Linked DNA regions of Sus scrofa: region 2 is linked to region 1. The links are chromatin contacts, called in public Hi-C maps. All regions are on one chromosome and are shown on one strand. The core of a region is the stretch at or near the end of the contact, and the rest is flanking DNA. Distances in the headings are between cores, read along the strand shown. Region 1 holds the start of IPO9 (importin-9). Region 2 holds the start of RNPEP (aminopeptidase B).

What was found. Hi-C and Micro-C count contacts between places; a contact is called where the count stands out from the background.
Region 2: a Hi-C map of embryonic fibroblasts shows a contact between it and region 1, with 4 times the contacts expected there. The contact joins the promoter of RNPEP here to the promoter of IPO9 in region 1. A contact is called at or near these places in 3 of 5 promoter capture datasets (fetal liver, fetal skeletal muscle and liver), 20 of 47 Hi-C or Micro-C datasets (alveolar macrophages, brain, embryonic fibroblasts and 12 more) and 2 of 2 datasets of contacts at active chromatin or transcription factors (alveolar macrophages and skeletal muscle).

Annotation. Positions count from the first base shown.
Region 1 is chr10:24,107,475-24,113,961 of Sscrofa11.1, forward strand. IPO9 (importin-9) reads left to right here and starts at 2,652. Exons shown (of 24, transcript XM_021064520.1): 1 at 2,652-2,881. The coding sequence starts at 2,719.
Region 2 is chr10:24,214,539-24,221,025 of Sscrofa11.1, forward strand. RNPEP (aminopeptidase B) reads left to right here and starts at 3,606. Exons shown (of 11, transcript XM_021064527.1): 1 at 3,606-4,249. The coding sequence starts at 3,809.

The DNA.
Region 1 (6,487 bases), core at 1,402-3,901:
CTTGTTTGAGTTCTAAAGAGCACTGCTGGGGTCCTAGAACCTGCCAGAACCTCCTTTCCCTCCACCAGGACTTGGCCACACAAATGCTAATAGCGATGGAATAAGATCTTAAAACAATCTGAAAGGAGCTTCCTGTCTTTCCAAACTCACAGACTCCCGCTGGTGGGGCCGTGGGGAGATGAGGCATGACTGACTGGTTTTGTTTCATTTTGTCCTTTTTCCCTTGAGGGCCCTTGTGGGCAGAGGACGAAGGGACATCTGGTAGTGGGCATCCTGAACTGGGGACCCAGGACCTGGAGAAGGACTAGAGCCAGAGGAAGGCGAGCAAACAGCTGCCCTAAAATACCCCTCGCCGCTGCCCCCGGCCTCCCACGGGATGTCCCTGCTGTGCCTCCTGGACGAAGACCAGGAGAGGGAGCTCGCCCCTCCCCGGTCTCTGGGCCACTGCGGTGCAGGCGCCTCCCACTTCCTCCTCCTTTTCTGTTTTGGTTTCTTTCAACAGAACCATCTTTTTCTTAAAGGAATTCCAACCCCTGCTGGATTCCTTTCCTTCTCCCTCCCACCCATCCTGCTTCTGGCAGTGCTGTCTGTGTGATGGTGGCTTTGTTTCCGAAGGCCCGCCGGTCCTCCGGTGGAAGGCAGGCAGGAATCTTTGCAATATATATATATTTTTTAATTTATTGGGCGCAAAGCCCCAAACCAGGATCTGTGTGTTGTGTCTGTGTGTTTCGGTTTTGTACCACGGGCCCTTCCCCTTGACACCCAGCGTGGAGAAAGCGAGCCGTTGTACACAGTTGCTGTAACCATCATCAAAGAACTGGGCCGCCCCCTCGGTGATTTGCCTGAACAAGAAATTGGCTGATCCTTAAATCCATGCCAGGGCCAGCGGAAGAAGCCTTTCTCCCGTCACTGCCAAAGGCCCCTCGTCGAGGCTCTCTGTCCACCAGGCATGTGTCTCCCCAGCCAGAGTCACCTGTTCAACGCCATTGCATTTCAATAAAGTTATCTCCTGTGTTGTCTGCTGGCACTCTCTCACTCCCTCTCTGGTGTCTGTCTCTACTGGTCTTTTGGCCTTTCCTTGCTCTGGAAGATCATTTGGCTAATCCAGAGGTGAGACCCACCTGCCTGTTGATGGCTGACCCTCCAACCCTAAGCAGGAGTCTCTGGGCCCCTTTGGTTGTGGGTATGTTTGTGTGTGTGGGGGGGAGGGTCTTGCCTGCACAGACCCAGCATCCTTCACCAGAATGCAAAACATCCAGCCCAGAAGTCCTTCCTTCATGGCCATGGTGTTAGAAAACATACCACCTTCTGGACCTGGGGGAAAAGTGAATCAACCTAGGAGAAAAGAGGCTGTTCATTCTAATGGAGTTCTGCTTCTCCTGGCCACTCAAAGAAGGAAAATGACAAATCCTACTCTTCCCCACTGTGAAACTTTGGGGTCCAGGAGGCAATCTTTCCCCTAGGAAACTGCTATGGGGACCCAACCCAGCTCTGCCCTCTATCAGGGAGGTGGCAAATAGTTCAGAGCTCTCCCTGAAATAAGCAATCAAGGAAAAGTTCCCTGGTGGCCTAGCAGGTTAAGGAGCCAGCACTGTCACTGCTGTGGCTCAGATTTTTGACCCCTGGCCCAGGAACTTTTGTATACTGCACGTACAGACAAACACGAGAGGAATCATTCTTTCAGAAGAATACTCAGATGAAGTGACCTGATCCCTGATTGTTGACAGCTTAGCATCCACGGTCTTAGAACTGGGCTAAGAGTGGCTACCTGGTCCTCTTTGCCACTTAGGAACAAGTCATGATCCCTAGAAACCATTTTAAGGCATTCAACCTGAACAGCTTATTATGAAACATCTGTCCTGTTTGGTCTGAACCTCCCACCCCAACAATGGTACCATCCTTCTACCACGGCAAGCATTGCATTCACTCTCCACCCTTTAAAGGTCCAGTGGTAACTCACCTGGAGAAAAAATTTACACTTTCTCAGCACATGGGACTTATTCTCCAATAGTCAGATAAGTACTTTCTCTGGAGGGGACAGCCTTACCGACGCAGGTCTCTCTCCTGGCCAGCGACTATCTGACCATGAGGTTAGGCTCACCTGGCTGGAAAAACCATGGACCCGGCCTCTGCAAGATGACCGCTCCCCTCTGCCCAGCCCACTTCAGATTCTTTCCCTGCCCTTTGGATTCCTGAAACTGCGATGAGTTCCCTGTGGTGGCTCAGTGGGTTAAGGACCCAACATGGTCTCTCTGAGGATGCATGTTCCATCCGGGCCTCGCTCAGTCGCTTAAGGATCTGAGATTAAGAGACTCATTAGTTGTGGGGGGAAAGAGGTCGGCTTCCAACCCCCTCCCTAAAGCCTTGTCCACTCATTCCCATCCCACCCTCTCCTAACGCAGCATCTCACCCCGAAAGGATCCGTGCAAGAGGAGGTACAGGTCTTGGCCTGAGCTGCGGCCAAGGCTGCCCACGCGCTGTCTGCGGCCGTCGGGGAGCCCGCACCTCGCGGGGGCTCACTCGACAGGCTTCCCGCTGAGGCGCTGCAGTTCTTGTCTCCACCGCAGGCGGCGCTGTCTCGGGAGGCTCATGCCGCTGCCCCGCCCCTCGCGCGCCCGCCCGGCCTGTGCGCAGGCGCGGCTTCGCGGATTGGCCGCGCGCGGGAGCCGTCCGGCGGCGGCGGGTCGGGCCGCGGGGCTGGCGCGCGGCGGGAGAAAGATGGCGGCGGCGGCGGCGGCTGGCGCGGCCTCGGGGCTGCCGGGGCCGGTGGCCCAAGGGCTGAAAGAGGCGCTGGTGGATACGCTCACCGGGATCCTGTCTCCGGTGCAGGAAGTGCGGGCGGCCGCCGAGGAGCAGATCAAAGTGCTGGAGGTGACAGAGGGTGAGTGAGGCGGGTCGTCGCGAGGGCGGCTGACCTGGGCCGCGCTGACCGCAGGCTGGGGAGGGAGGGTCCTGGGGAGGCTAGTCAGGGAGGCCGGTGGGGAAGGAGGGTTCTCCCGGGAGGGAAGGTCCCCCCGGGAGGGAGGCGCCTGGGCGGCGGCGTGGAGGGTCCTGGAGAGGCCGGCCGGGGAGGGAGGATCCGGGGCGGGAGGGTCCCGGAGGGAGGGCCCCACGGAGGGAGGGTCCAGGGAGGGAGGCTCCGGGAGGACCCTGGGCGGCGGCGCGGAGGGTCCGGGGCAGGCGCGCTGAGCGCGGGCCCGGGCTCGCTCTCGGCCGGGAGCGCGGGGCTGGGCGAGCGGGCGGCGGGGTTGAGGCCGCGGCCGTGGGCCGGAGACCTGGCGGGACCGCGCCTCCGCGCGCCTCCCCGGGAATCAGTCAGACGCCTGTGCGGCCGCCTCCCCTCCCGCGCGCTCCCCGGGGCTTTTCGGAGTGGTTGGCACTGCTCGGGGAAGCTGATCATCCTTTGTCTTTGAGTCTTTGTCCGCATCCTCCTAGTATAGGCTTGAGAATGATGGAGGAAAGAACGAGCCTCTGGCTTGAGGTCGCCTGTCAGTTCCTGCCCAGCGGGCCTTCCCCAGGCCCGGGGGAGCCTTGCTACACGGGCAGTTTGATCCTGAACCCAGAGGAGAGAAATCCTCTCGGGCTTTATGTCAGAAATGCGTCTGGTCCGTCGGGGCTCCGCTCCCCCAGCTCAGCAGGGAGGTTCCACCAGCACTCAAATTGCCGGTGGTCTGACCAGGCACTCTCAGAACCTCGCAGTGGCCCTCCTACTGGACTTAGGGTTTTTGTTGAAAAAGACTTAAAACAGCTTTCCTTTAAATGTAACGTCCTCCCACGACATGGAGCACCATTGAAAACTAAGTCACTTCTCTTGGAAATACTTAGAGATTTGGGATCCAACAGGTTAGGGACCCGGTTTTTGAAGGCCTAGTTGGAGCTGTCATTGTTCTGGAAAATGTCAGACACTGCAAGAGGAGCAACCTCGGGATAGAAGAAAGCTCTCTGGGAGCCATGCATAGGTTGATCTGTGGGAGTTATTATAGCCTCCTGGGTAAAATTCCTTTATTCACAATCTGTCTCCCTTGAGTATGAAGTGACAAAGCAGAGGAACCTCATCACATTCAAGTTATTGCTTGCATAAAGTTGAAGGTTTAGGGTATGACCTGCAAGGTTGAATCAAGTTTTTGGAGTTGAATGTGGTATTTGGGACCCTTTGGAGGTGGTTTGTGTTTCTAAATAGCCTAATTCCTTCTTTTTATTTAAAAACTGGGTGTTCCCATTGTGGTGCAGCGGAAATGAATCTAGCTAGTATCCATGAGGATGCAGGTTCGATCCCTGGCCTCTCCCAGTGGGTCAGGGATCACAGCATTGCCATGAGCTGTGGTGCAGGCCGGCAGCTGTAGCTCCGATTTGACCCCTAGCCTGGGAACCTCCATATGCTGTAGGTGTGGCCATAAAGCAAAAAAATAAAATAAAAAATAAATAAAAACTGTAGAAATTCATGCCTTTCGGTAACCTCTCTTTGAGATGGAGAATGGCGATCCATTCCTCAGATTCAGTACCTTGCTTTTCTCTGTTCCTCTTGTGGCCTTTAACAGATTGTCTTTGCCCATTAAGTCCTGGGTACCTCCTCTGTTGTAGTCCGTTTGAATCTCATGCATCTCCTTAGCGTGGTGGGCTTCTTTGCTAATCATTGCCCTCCTTTTGTGGAAATAAAGCAGCTGGCTTCCTGGCCAGGCTTAGCCAGTCGCCTGGCCCGATGAAACTGGCAGGGTGTTGCTCTGTTGGTACGCCCTGCCGGCCAAGGTCAGAAGCCATTCTTGCAAATGAATGAACCTTTTCCACTGTTTGGAGTTGCTTCACATTTGAGTTTTATCCAGTAGAAGAAACCTTGCTTTCTGGTCCTAGGAAGCACACTTCCTTCACACTTGAAGTTAACAAGACATCTGGGAGTTGGTGTCTATTACTATTTGTGTTCTTTTGATCCTTTTTTGGTTTCATGAAGCCCAAGGTTGGATGACAGCCAAATCTGCTTGTTTACAGTCCCTCTGTCCTCTCGAATAACCGTGGGGATTTTTTGGCTGCTGTTGTGGCATGTGGCAGTTCCTGGGCCAGAGATTGAACCTGTACCGCAGCTGCAGCCTGTGCTCCAGCTGTGGCAACACCAGATCCTCATCCCACTGCCCTACACAGGAACTTGCCATACTGTCTTCACGAGCCATTTCTCGTTACCTTACAGATGAGATTGGTCCCAACTGATCCTTAAGATTAACCAGTACGTTCCCTTGACAGACACGGGTGTGCTACCTCCTCAGCTGTCAGGTGCTGACCCCTGGTCTTGGAGATTATGTGGAACAATCTCTAATTTGGTTTTTTTTGGGGGAAAGACACAGGTCAGTTATCAGCTGCCTGTTCAGCGGACAGACAGGCGAGGGTGACCTACTCTGACCAGATTCTGGGGCAGAGCAGATTTTGAGAAGCAGTTATCTTAGAAATTGAGGTGCTGGAGCCCAGAGTACATCCTGGTCGGTTACTCAGTCTGCCAGCTGATGTTTTCCAAGAAATAACTTGCCTGTATGCAGTTATCATGTTTTTCAGAATGGGGCCTGTTCTCTTAAGCCCAGGAAATACGTGTATGTGAGAGACCCACCTGACTCCATTGGTGGGTCAGGTTTAAAAGGGTGAGGACAGGCGTTCCCGTCGAGGCGCAGTGGTTAATGAATCTGACTAGGAACCATGAGGTTGCGGGTTCGATCTCTGGCCTTGCTCAGTGGGTTAAGGATCCGGCGTTGCCATGAGCTGTGGTGTAGGTTGCAGATGCGGCTCAGATCCTGCGTTGCTGTGGCTCTGGTGTGGGCTGGCGGCTGCAACTCCGATTCGACCCCTGGCCTGGGAACCTCCATATGCCGCGGGAGCAGCCCAAGAAAATGGCAAAAAGACAAAAAATAAAAGGGTGAGGATAGATGGCGCTCATCAGCCTGGTGTCCCGGAATGATTTTCGTGAGTCCCTGTGTTCGTTGTTTCCCTTGTCACTCAGAAGCAGAGGGAAACCCAGCAAAGCTTTCTGAGTAGTGAAAGCCTGTTTAACAGGGCTCCTTTATTAGCGGGGCGGTGCTTCTCACCACCTTCTTCAGACGGCACTCCCCTTCTGAACCTGAGAATTTGGCTCTTCCCATGCCGAACCGTATTCCAGCGGATACTCAGGAACCCTTTCGTCTTCCTTAGGAAGATTGACCTTTTGAGTTGTATCAGCAGGGTTAACAGGAATCTGGTTCTATTTTAGTAAAGTAAAAATTAGTCTTTTAGATCTTTTAGAGTATTCTTCTAATTCCATTTTATTTATCAGGTGAGATCACATCTAGTATCTTATAGTACTTAAAAAGAAGGGAAGTTTTTGAACTGCCAGAGATCTTGTGCATCCAAGTCTAATGTCCTCTACTCAGCTCTGTCAACTCTTTTTTGTCTGACTTAGGATAAGATTGTGACTTTTGAGAATTTCAGCTCTATTTTTGGTGTACTTACGCTTGAGTTTTTTTGTATCTTAGAA
Region 2 (6,487 bases), core at 2,356-4,855, 110 kb after region 1:
CTGTTATATCATGTGTCAGCAAGCTGCATGCAGACTGTTCGTGGGAATAACTTACTGTCCACAGCCACACCTGTCATATTGTCACCTGTGGCTGCTTGCTTGCTGCAGTGGCGGAGCTGAGTAGCTGTGACCTACAACCAACACAGGAGAAGCAGGATTGACTCCTAGATGCTGAAATTGAATTTCTTGAAGACGGGAGCCACATTTTATAATAGGTCCTCAATAAACATCGGGAAAATGAGTACATGACTAGGCAGATGTGTCTATACCCAACTGAAAAGCCTGACACTTTTGAAAAAAAAGGTATTAGATATTTCAGGCATACACCTGTAATTTTGTTTTTCAAGGAATTTACACATGTACTTTTTACAAATCCTTGTACTGTCCACAATACAAGAAGCAAAAGTTGTCACACCGAATAAGGACTTCCTGGTTTCATCTATAAAACTCCCACAAGAACTGACCGCCATCCTGGAGTTCCCGTCGTGGCGCAGTGGTTAACAAATCTGACTAGGAACCATGAGGTTGCGGGTTCCATCCCTGCCCTTGCTCAGTGGGTTAACGATCCGGCATTGCCGTGAGCTGTGGTGTAGGTCGCAGATGCGGCTCGGATTCCGTGTTGCTGTGGCTCTGGCGTAGGCTGGCAGCTACAGCTCTGATTGGACCCCTAGCCTGGGAACCTCCATATGCTGTAGGAGCGGCCCAAGAAATAGCAAAAAGACAAAAAAAAAAAAAAAAAAAAAAAAAGAATTGACCGCCATCCTGAACGTGGTGCTTGTTGTTTCATGTACTTACTGGTTTCTGCGTGCTTGGGGGATGCAGAAGTTTCCAGGCCAGAGTTTGCACCCACACCATAGCTGAAACCAGAGCCACAGCTGTGACAATGCTGGATCCTCAATGTACTGGGCCACCAGGGAACTCCTTTGTATTTTTAATTCATCGTTTTGAGATAATTGTAGCTTTGTAGAAAAACTGCAAAAATCAAGTTCAGTATACCTTCCACCCGGCTCCCCCTCCTGGGCCAGAGCCACAGCAACTCGGGATCCGAGCCGCGTCTGCGACCTACACCATAGCTCACGGCAACGCCGGATCCTTAACCCACTGAGCAAGGGCAGGGACCGAACCCGCAACCTCATGGTTCCTAGTCGGATTCGTTAACCACTGCACCATGACGGGAACTCCCTGGGAACATCTTAAATAGTGGTTATTTGAATAAAACGTTCGGGTCGGTTCCATCAGCTAAACCACACACCTCATTTGGATGGCGCCAGTTTTCCCTGGGATGTCTTTCCCTGTTGCAGGATCTAATACGAGCTTCTACCTTCCAGAGCTGTACCGTCTTCTCTGACCTGGATGGTTCCTCAGTTTCCCTGTCTGACCTTCATACTCACGCAGAGTAGAGACTTATTTTGAAGAAGCCCTTGGTTTGGGTTTGTCTGCTGTTTTCTCATAAGGTTGTGCCTTCACCCTCCTCTCATCATCAGGTCAAGGGTAGGTGGTGTCTGTGTAGGACTGCTGGTGACAGTGACCTTCTGATCCCTCGATTCTGGTGAGGGCTGCTGGCTTCGTCCGCCGTAAAATGACTGCTTTCCTCCTTGTAGTGAGTAACTATCTGGGGGGAGATACTTTGAAATGAGGCAAATATGTTTTTGCTTACACTTTTGCCTGCTAATTTTGGCACTGGCATTCTAACAGTGACTTCCCGTGTTTCTCATTCCTTCCTCCTGTATTATTCAGAATTCTCTTCTAAAGAAGAGAAGTCTCTTTTCCCTCGTTTATTTATTTGTTTATTCAGTTACTTATTGGCAAGGACTCACTGGTATTCATGTTATTTGGGGGCTGTAATCCAATTCTGTTGTTTATTTACTCACATGGTTCTAACTTTGGCTACCGGGAGCTCTTTTGGTTTAGCTCCTATGCCGTTTCAACATCGCTTTTTGTTATTGTTTGTTTTTTTTTCTTTTAGTACTTTATCACTTCCAAGCATCATAAGATGCTCCAGGCTCATTTTCTTTTTTCTTTTTTTGTCTTTTTAGGGCTGCACCCACAGCACATGGAGGTTCCCAGGCTAGGGGTCAAATTGGATCTGTAGCTGCTGGCCTACACCACAGCTCAAGGCAATGCCGGCTCCTCAACCCACTGAGAGAGGCCAGGGATCAAACCTGCATTCTCATGGATACTGGTCAGATTTCAGTTTCCGCTGAGCCCCAGGCTTGTCTTCTATTTTCTCCAAGGAGCCCTACTTCCTTCTGATGGAGAATAGCATTTGGAATCCAAAATCTGGGTGTTGGGTACACTCATTGCTACTGGGGTGTCAGTGCTGCTCGTTTTTCCAGGGGATCATGCCAAGGAATGTATGTAATATACTAACCCATGCACTACACTTCTGCGTCCATCCATGTGCATATAAAACAGAAACCACCAGGCCCTCTAGCTCTATCTAGTCCAGCAGCACAGGGTTCATTCTATCCCTTTCTTTCCTATTTGTAACTGCAGCTTACAAATAGGAACCCTGGTTCTCTTTATCTACAATAATGTACTTATTTGTTCAATCCTAATTATCTACAGTGCAATTCCAGAATTGTTCAGCCATAGCTCTGTGAAAAGCAAATTTGCTTTTCACAACAGGTTTATTTTATGGCCCAGATTATGGTCTATTTGGTGAATGTTCCTTGTGACCTTGAGAGGAGCATGTATGCTGATATTCTATAAAAGCCAGTAAGGTCTAGGTGATTGATAGTGTTGTTCAGACCTTATATATCCTTATTGATTTTCTGTCTAGTGGTTCAATTAACTGCTGAGAGATGAGTGTTTAATGTCCAGCTGTAGTTGTGGATTTGCCTATTTTTCCTTTCAGTTTTTGCCGCGTGTTTGGAAGCTCTCTTGTGAGTGAAACACACATTTAGTAAAAGGTATGTCAACTCCGTAAAAGTAGGACCCCTGTGCTAGGATACTGTTTCCTTTTATGAGAAACTCCCCACGGTGTCGCTTTTAAAATCTCATTTCCTAGCTGATCGGTAAAAATCTCACCATGGACCGGTTCCGCCTCACAGAAAGGGGACCGCAACCACTGGTACAGAGAAGGGGCACAGCATGAAGTGGGGTATCCTGGCTGACAGAAGGGCACACCGCCCGCCGCACCTTAAGGGTGCTGTGCTTGTCCCCACCCTTGGGGAAGGACAGAAGGAGCCCTGTGCCCAGTGCCAGGAGGACCTCCATAGGCTGTGGCATTCTGTGCTGTTTCCGATTAAGTTCTTCCAGCTCGAGAGACGGGTATAATTCCTCTGTTTTACAGGTGCACAGAGAGATGCGGAAAGAGCCTCCTTTCTTGGAGGCGGTTTGCCCAACACGACCGGGCCCTAACAATTCGAGCGCCAGGAGTGCGATCTCCAACCAAGTCCCCTGCAATCCGGGCTCAGTGCGACCTGCCTGGAGGAGTAGGACACGGGAAACCTCAGTACAGAAGGGACTGGGGAACATCCCGGTGGGGTGGGATGAATTTGGGAGAAGATGGATCAAATTGGCGTCCCAGCTGTGCAGATTGGGGGGGGGAGAAGAGGCCTCAAGAAGGGGGCGTGACCAAGACAGCTTCCGGGGCGTGGTCATAGGGGCGGGGCCTACCCGGGTGAGCGGAGGCCTTGGGGATCCCAACCCACCGGGAGCGTCGGGGCGGGGCCGGGCCGGGCCAGGCCAGCGGCCGGATGGGATGCGGTAGTATCGGGGTACCGGGCGAGAGGCAGGGCGTTTGGGGGCGTGGCCACGCCGGGTTCCGGGTTCTGTGGCGGGCCCGGCAAGGCGGCGGAGAGGCATGGCGGGCAGCGGGCCTGGGGCCGGCAGGCGGGTGCTGCGCTCCGCGCAGGCGGAGGATGTGGCGTCGGCCTCCAACTTCCGCGCCTTCGAGTTGCTGCACTTGCACCTGGACCTGCGGGCCGAGTTCGGGCCACCAGGGCCCGGGCCGGGCAGCCGCGGGCTGAGCGGCTCGGCGGTGCTAGAGCTGCGCTGCCTGGAGCCCGGCGGCGCCGCGGAGCTGCGGCTGGACTCGCACCCGTGCTTGGAGGTGACGGCGGCGGTGCTGCGGCGAGGGCAGCCGGGCCCGGGGCAGCCGGAGCCGGAGCCAGAGCCGGTGCCGGTGTGCACACAGCCCTTCTCGCACTACGGCCAGGCCCTCTGTGTGCGCTTCCCGCAGCCCTGCAGCGCCGGCGAGCACATGCAGGTGCAGCTCACCTACCGCGTGGGTGAAGGACCAGGGGTGAGTGCCCCCGTCCCGCTCCGGCCCCTCCTCCCGGCTCAGACGCCCCATCCCCTTCCACCGCCCCACCACACCTCTGCCCCCTCCTCATCCAGATGAACCCTCCTCCCCCCACCGCTCTTAGGGCACCACTGTCTCTAGTCCAGGGCTTCCCAGGAAGTCACCACATCCTCCCAATCACGAACTGAAGTTAGAACTGTCACTGTCCTGGACGTAGGCTGGGCCCTGGCGGAGAGCCGCTTTGTTCTGCTCTAGGGCGGCCCTGACCCTGCTGGCTCATTACCCGGAGCTGACTCAGGCCTTTTGGCGGCGGGAGTTGGCGGGGGCGGACCTTCCAGTGCCTCAGCTGAAACAGCCCCGGAACTGGGCAGTTTCCTTTTGGGACATCCTGGGTTTGATGAACAAAAGAATTTGAGTAAAAGTGGGTACTGGAATGAGGATGTGCCAGGCTTTGTGATAACTTGGCGTTCTCACTCTTGGTTGACTCCTGAATTTTAACCACGGGTGTGGAGGGTGGCAAATATTGAAATTTTGGAGAGCAGAAGGGGGAGGATCATGGGCCCACATCTGTGAGAGTCCCAAGTCCTTCCGGGAGATTCCAGGCGTGGCTACAAGCCCTGTCTTGGGTAGGGGCGCTTAGGTCCCCCAGATGCCTGCCTGCCACTGAAGTCTGCTTATCTGGTGGCACTAATCCTTTTTGCTCTTGGAGCTGGCTCAAAGGGCAGTTCTCTTTCTCTTTTTCTTTCTACTAAACTTTTTGCTTTTAGAGCTGGCTCAAAGAGCAGTTTTCTTTCTTTATCTTTTTCTTTTTGGCTTTCTAGGGCCACACCTGCGGCATATAGAGGTTCCCAGGCTAGGGGTCCAATCAGAGCTGCAGCAGCCAGCCTACGCCACAGCCATAGCAACACAGGATCCAAACCACATCTGAGACCAGGGATCGAACCCTCATCCTCATGGATCCTAGTCGGATTCGTTTCCTCTGGGCCTCCAGGGCAGTTCTGTTTCCATCTTTTACCATTCAGGAAATAAATGAACCTTATGATAGATCTTGTCCAACAGGTTAAAGTCGAAAGTAATGTAGACTGACCTCTGAGGCAAAGGAGAAGCCCAGGGACCTCTAGAATAACATGACCTCTGGAAATATGTTTGGTTGTTTGCTTATATTCTGGTTCTGGTTGGGGGCAGAAATTCAACAGAATAACTGGAAACATTAGATCCTCCTGGATTTGCCTACTAAAGGTGGCATCCTAAGTGAAATATCAGAGCTAAATAGCTCTCATTTAAGACGTAATAGCCTCCCTTGACACAAAACTGCCCTTTGTGCTGGGAAGGTCTCCGCCGATGGCACTGTGCCTGTTCCTTCGCATTGCCACTGTCATGGTGGATCGTAGCCTCTCCCTGACTGGACTCAATCGTGTATATGTCCTGCCAGCCTCCTTCCTTCTCTTCGCATGATTAAAACAAAAGCAAAACTCCAGCACGGAGGGTGAGTAAGGAATTTCGGTGGAGGGGATGATGGTCAGTATTTATCAGGATGCTCCCGACAGCAGTTCCATGCATGTCATTGCAAAGGTCCTCATATAGGCCTGCCATCTTGTGAGGACTCTGTCAGCTCTTACTGCCAACTCAGGACAGTTTTTTTTCATGGATAGGACATCCTTTTTTTTTTTTTTTTTTTGGTATTTTCTAGGGCTGCTCCTGCAGCATATGGAGGTTCCCAGGCTAGGGGTCCAGTCGGAGCTGTAGCCACCGGCCTACCCAGAGCCACAGCAACGCCAGATCCAAACCGCATCTGCAACCTACACCACAGCTCACGGCAACACCGGATCCTTAACCCACTGAGCGAGGCCAGGGATCGAACCCACAACCTCACGGTTCCTAGTCGGATTCGTTTCCGCTGTGCCACGACAGGAACTCCTAGACTGTATTTTTTTCAGAGCAGACTTGGTTTCCCAGCAAAATTGCGTGGAAGTTCACAGAGTTAAGATGTCATTTTTGTAACGTTGTAATGAGGGCAGTAGTGTCCACGTGGCTTATGGCTGCTGTGCCGACCTGTGGTCACCTGGCTGAGGCTGAACCTGTCAGGTTTCTCCACCAGGACATCACTCTTTTCACCCCCTCACCACACCTCCCCCCCCACATACACACCACGTACACCACACACACACACCCACTCTCAAGTAAAGAAAAACCCAGCCTTCCAGTGCATCTCCTTTATGCCTCTTAAAAGTTGGTCAG